Linked DNA regions of Rattus norvegicus: region 2 is linked to region 1. The links are chromatin contacts, called in public Hi-C maps. All regions are on one chromosome and are shown on one strand. Each heading gives the region's core, a stretch centred on a gene start, on an enhancer-like site or on the middle of the called end of the contact. The rest is flanking DNA. Distances are from core to core; before and after follow the strand shown.

The links. Hi-C and Micro-C count contacts between places; a contact is called where the count stands out from the background.
Region 2: a contact with region 1 is called in a Hi-C map of kidney, with 2.2 times the contacts expected there. The contact joins the enhancer-like site here to the promoter of Smg5 in region 1. A contact is called at or near these places in 5 of 12 Hi-C or Micro-C datasets (Schwann cells, kidney, liver and 1 more) and 1 of 1 datasets of contacts at active chromatin or transcription factors (oligodendrocytes).

What each region holds. Positions count from the first base shown.
Region 1 is chr2:176,101,414-176,104,248 of GRCr8, reverse strand. Smg5 (SMG5 nonsense mediated mRNA decay factor) reads right to left here and starts at 1,437. Exons shown (of 22, transcript NM_001427645.1): 1 at 1,219-1,437. The coding sequence starts at 1,292.
Region 2 is chr2:176,152,202-176,155,036 of GRCr8, reverse strand. The region is part of intron 1 of Pmf1 (polyamine-modulated factor 1); the gene reads left to right. Among named protein-coding and RNA genes, the nearest start is that of Pmf1, 12 kb to the left of the region's middle. Within about 2 kb of position 1,441, at least 21 of the 93 cell types and tissues checked have an H3K27ac peak or open chromatin away from gene starts, as enhancers often do. A contact at or near this core is called in Schwann cells and kidney, where this site is marked.

The DNA.
Region 1 (2,835 bases), core at 188-2,687:
GGGCATCACCTTCCTATTGCCCAAAGAGCCTGCACTCCCTCTCGCCTTCTCGCTTACAAAGTCAGAAGAGGCAGGGAACAGGAATCACGCAGCTCTTCCTTTTTCACAAGCCTGAGCAGTGCAAGCACCTCCATTCAGCAGGGCCTGAGGTAAAGGGGAAGTCCCAAGCTCCACTTCCTACTAGAAGGCAGAAAACTCAGCTTGGTCTCCACTCTTCATCTTACTGTGACTCAGCTCTGGGATCTACAGTCTACCTACATAAGCGACTGTGGACGTAAGATTGTAAGGAAGAACTGAGTCACTGGGTGCCGGAAACGATGGACCCAAAGTCCTCCTTCCTAGCCAACAGAACTAGCCTTTTCTAGTCTTTATTTACACTCTGAGTCCCCAAATGTAAGCTCTAACAGATCTCTGTGTATTCAAATCAAACCTTTTAAAAAATAACTTATATTTCTTTTTTAAAAGATTTATTTTGGGTTGGGGATTTGGCTCCGTGGTAGAGCGCTTGCCTAGCAAGTGCAAGGCCCTGGGTTCAGTCCCCAGCTCCGAAAAAAAAAAAAAAAAGAACAGAAAAAAAAAGATTTATTTTTAATTTTCGTGCACCGGTGTTTTGCTGCATATATGTCTGTGCAAGTGTCAGATCCCATAGAGTTAGAGTTAATGAGCTGCCATGTGGGTGCTGGGAATTGAACCAGGAACCTCTGGAAGAGCAGTCAGGGCTGAACCATCACTCCAGCCACAGATCCTTCCTTTTAAGGAAGAAGAAACTGAGGCCCAAGGTCACAGGGCGAGAGGGGCAAATCAAGGACATGATCCTGTTTTTGTGGACTTCCGTCAGTGGCTGTTTCCAGTCAATCACTGGTGCTCAGCAGGGTTCTGAGCACTAGTCCCTTTCGGGTTTATTCTACCTGTGACCCCCATTCTCACCTACCCAACCCTTCTAGCCTCCAATTCCCACCGGATCTCTCCAGTTCCGCAAAGCCTGGCGTCACGGCACGGGAGGCTCAACGAGGCAAGGGTTTCTGCACATGCTTCAAACCTCCCACCCACCCAATTCTTCTCAGCTCCTCCAGGCAGGCACGCCCGCCCGCCCGCTCGCCCGCTCGCCCGCTCCCCTGCTGCACCCCCGCCCTCGTCGGGCCCGCCCGCCGCAGGCCCCGCCCCTCGCCGGCCCCGCTTCCCCGCCGCGGCTGCACACACACATCCCGGCCCTCTCACCGGTAAAGCCGCTTGGTGTGGAGGACCTTTGCTTCAGGTTCGCTGCTCTCCACTGGAGGAGGGCCTTGGCTCATGGTGCCTGGGCCCGGGGGCACCTCCTGGTCACAGGCCCCCGCCACCCACCACTGGCGCCTCCACTGCCGTCTCCAGCTGTAGCCGCAGCCGCCACTGCCGCCGGCCCTGCTCGGCCGCCATCGCTGTGAGGCGGCTGCCTGAGATGGCTCCTCCTCCACCTATCAAATCTCGCGATAGCTGCTGCCAAGCCGCGGACCTGCGACCAACCCACCAAGTCTCGCGAAAAATTGTCTTTTCTCCGGGAAGTTACCGGAATCAGCACTGGGTGGCATGGCTTCTCCTGGGTTTAAGTCCTTGAGGAAAATTTGTATTGTCAAAGATGTAGAGAAACCGGGCTTTCTGGCGCAGGCTTATCCTCCTAGCTCTTCAGAAGTCGAGGCAGCCTGCAGCGAGTTCCTAGCCCGGTTGCATACAGAGAGACCCTGTCTCAAGAAGTAAGTTTAAAAAGAGCGCGCTGGCGAGATGACTCAGCGGATAAAAGGCGCTCGCCGCCAACCTGAGCTCGGTCGCTGGAACCCACATGGTATAAGGTGAATCGATTCCAGCAAGCTGTCCTGACCTCCACACACGAGCTCTGTAGCACGCTCCCTGCCCCCAAAATAAAATTAATCTTAAAAAAAAATTGAAGTTTCTAGGAGAGAAGAAAAGAGATCGTAGAGTGCAAAGCGCTACATGGGACAGCTAGGGGCTGGAGAAATGACTACCCACATGGCAGCTCACAACCATCTGTAACTCGAGCTCCAGGGTATCCGAAGCCCTCATACAGACATGTATAGAGGCAAAACGCCAATGTGCATAAAATAATAAAATGAATGGACCAGCTGTCATTGAAGCAGAAATTGCAGAAGAGGAGCAGTGAAAAGATTTTAAGATCCGGAGGTAGTGGAGGTCTGCACTGAAACAGTATTTGCCAGACAGAACAGCGCTGTCAACAGGAGCTCACCTGTGACTGCATGCACAAGGTCAAGTCAGCCAAAATCCCAGCACGCGTGTATTGTGGGAAGGCTCATGAAGTATCCCAACGCCTAATTGAGGAGCTACTAGAAATTGATGGCTGCTGAGAAAGAGCCGGTTTTTGCTTGTTTTTTTAAAGGAATTCCTCAGAGACGCTACATTTATTTAGTATGTGTGTACATTTGTGGATGCATGTGTTCTACAACATACACGTGGACAGAGAACTTGGGAGAGTTCTCTGGGGATCAGACTCAGGTAGTCAGGCTTGATAGTAAGTACCCTTACCTGATGAGCCATCTTGACAGCCCTATTGCTTTCTTAACCACAAACCTAAGTAAGCTAAAGGGGTCTTTGGAGTCCTGCATATACAGACATTATAGTGGCAATGTATATACCACTATGCTCCCGGCTCCAGCCACCAGGTCTCCTTTCTATTCCTCAAACTGCCTCAAGTCTTTTCCATCTGTTGACTTTTGACCCGCAGTTCCTCTGCAGGAAACTCCCGTTGGGTTTCAGCTTCAGAGGCACCTTAAAGAGGCTCTCCCTACTGAAATTCTACTGATTTAGTTCACAGTAAAATTAGTGTGA
Region 2 (2,835 bases), core at 192-2,691, 51 kb before region 1:
CCACATAGTGAGACTCTAAAACAAACAGACAAACCAGGGGCTGGAGACATGGCTTGCTGCTCTTGCAAAGGGCCCACATCCAGTTCCCAGCACCCATATGGCAGTTCCCAGCCATCTGAAACTCCAGTTCCAAAGAATCTGAGGTCCTCTTCTGACCTCTACGTCCAGTAGACACGGACATGGTACACAGACATACATGTAGGCAGAACACCTATACTAAAACGAAAATAATAAAATTTCAAAAAAAGGAGATAGAAGACACCCAACATCATGAGAACACATCACACACATGCACACACGCACACACACAGACACACAGACACACACACACACACAGAGAGAGAGAGAGAGAGAGAGAGAGAGAGAGAGAGAGAGAGAGAACCCAGAACTCTTTTGCCTCCCTCCCCTAACCCCCACCCCCATTTCCCGTAGATTTATGTCTTTTTCTCTTCTTTTTTCTTTTTTTACTTTTTCATGCAGGGCATTGAAGCCAGGCCTCCAGCATGTTAAGCACACTCTGCTGCTAAGTGACATCTTCGTTTCCTTCTCTGTCCCCCACCCTTCCCCCTCTCAGACCATTTTTCTTCAAGCTGTATGTACTCACTGGGTGTTTGCTGCGAATTCCACCCTCCTGCAATCACCAGCAGGGAGAGCGGCAGCAGCTAACACAGGCGCTCGCTTGAAGGTACACTGAGCAGCGTCACAGCCCCTCTATCTGAGGGAGACGTTGCCGCCTTAGTGCCCTTGGGTGACTGTGCTCAGATATCAAAAGGACAATTCAAAGGGCAGATGCTGGGAACCTGTCCAGCCCACAGCCCACAGCACAGTTCTAGGCATCTTGTTTTCTTCCTAGTTGTGCCAGCCACTCAGTCTGTGGCTTCTGAAGAGGACTGTGGAGGGACACATGATGCCTGCCCATGTGGGCTGGGATTGAAATGGGTAATTGTGGCTTAAACATCTGGGATCCTGTTCGTCTTCACAGCCCACTCAGGCATCCAGGTCAAGCCGGGCATAGCTCTCCTCAGCTCCAGCAGTGGCTAGGACCCATAGCAGGGGTGAAGTAGACTCTGCCCATAGGTGTCACCTGAGAACTCTTCGGGGGTTCCTGATTCTATTGAGAATCCTGTAAACATGAAGGGCCCCAGAAACAAGCACATTTCACAAGAAGGGACACTTTCTACAGAGTCCTGTCTTGGGTATTTAAGTCAGCGGTGCCAGTGTGGGAATGGCCCGGATGCCTTGTGGATTTCTTGAAAACTACACTCAGGGAAGGAAAGTGATGTTTTAGAAAGGGCCCATGGCGGTGTGTTGGCCAGACATAAAATTATACTTTCTTATAAACAATGTAATATCCTTGTGGAAAGAAATGCTGGAACCTCGATCCCAACAGCAATATTGGGAAGAAGCAGTATGGACTCTAAGCAAAGTGGGCAGCCAGGATGGAGGCCTGGCCTGGGCTGCCGGGCTACAGCCCTGCTCCACTCCTAGCTGCCTCAGCCTCATGGCCCTTCTGTCTGTGCTTCCTTCTCCTCAGGACAGAGCAGACTTTGGCCCTGACCTCAGTTTGTTTGAGACCAGCCAGCTGTGCACTGAGAAAGTACACTGGCTCATAAGGACACTGCCTGGGTGCAGGTCCTGCCTTCATGGTTCACTGGCTGAATGGCCTTGGTGACCACTTTTGTCAAGTGGGACAGCAGTATCTTTACCACCCAGATTGACCTAGGGACCTCTGAAATGTTAAGTCCCTGCCTCAAAGAGAAACCTCCCCAGATAGCCCCCACTGCTGCAGGGGTCTACAACAGTCAGCGGCTTCTCAGAGCTGAGAGGTTTCTTCCCTTTGGAAGGCAGGCACTTAGGTTACAACTCCATGAAAAGAAACAATTCAGCAGTGGGGAGTGGGATCTGGCCTGTAGGATTTGTCCCCACAAAAAAGAGATAAGGTCCTGAGTGAGGTAAACCAGACCCACAGAGACACTCATATAGGCAGGAGGAGGGCCAGCCGAAACTACACAAGACCCTGTTGAAATCAACAAACAATAAAACTAATAAAATCAGGTCATTGTGGTGGTTTGAATGACATCTTAGTTACTTTCCTGTTGCTGTGACAAAGCATCATGGCCAAAGAACTGATAAAAGAAAGAACTTCCTTTAGGTTAGAGTCCACGGCCATGGCAGGGAGTGTGGCAGCAAGCAGTCAGGCATGTTGCTGCAGCTGTAGCTGAGAGCTTACTTCTAATCCACAAACAGAAGCGAGGAGACAAACACTGGCAATGGTGGTGTAGCTTCTAAAACCTCGGAGCCCATCCCAGTGACACACCTCCTCCAACAAGGCCAGACCTAACCTTCAAACAGCTGCACAAACTCAGGACCAAGTTTCCAAACATAGGAGTCTATGGGGGCCATTCTCATGGTGGTGATTTGAATAAGAGTGGCCTCCATGGGCTTGTATGTTTGACTGCTTGGTCCCCAGTTAGTGGAACTGTTTGGAAAGGATTAGGGGGTGTAACCTTGTTGGAGGAGGTATGTCACTGGGACTGGGCTTTGAGATTTCAAAAGCCCACACCAAGTCCCCCCCCCCCCCTCCTGCCTTTGGATCAGCTCTCAGCTACTGTCCCAGTGCCATGCCCATCTACTTCCCACAATGATGCTCATAGACTCTATACTACCCACTGGAACCATGAGCCTCAAATTAAATACTTTCTTTTATAGACTTGTTTTGGTCATGGTGTCTCTTCACAGCAATAAAACACTAACAAAGACATCATTCAAGTCACCACAATGACCTGCTTTTATTTTTATTGTGTTTATTTCAACAGAGTCTCCTGTAATTTAGGC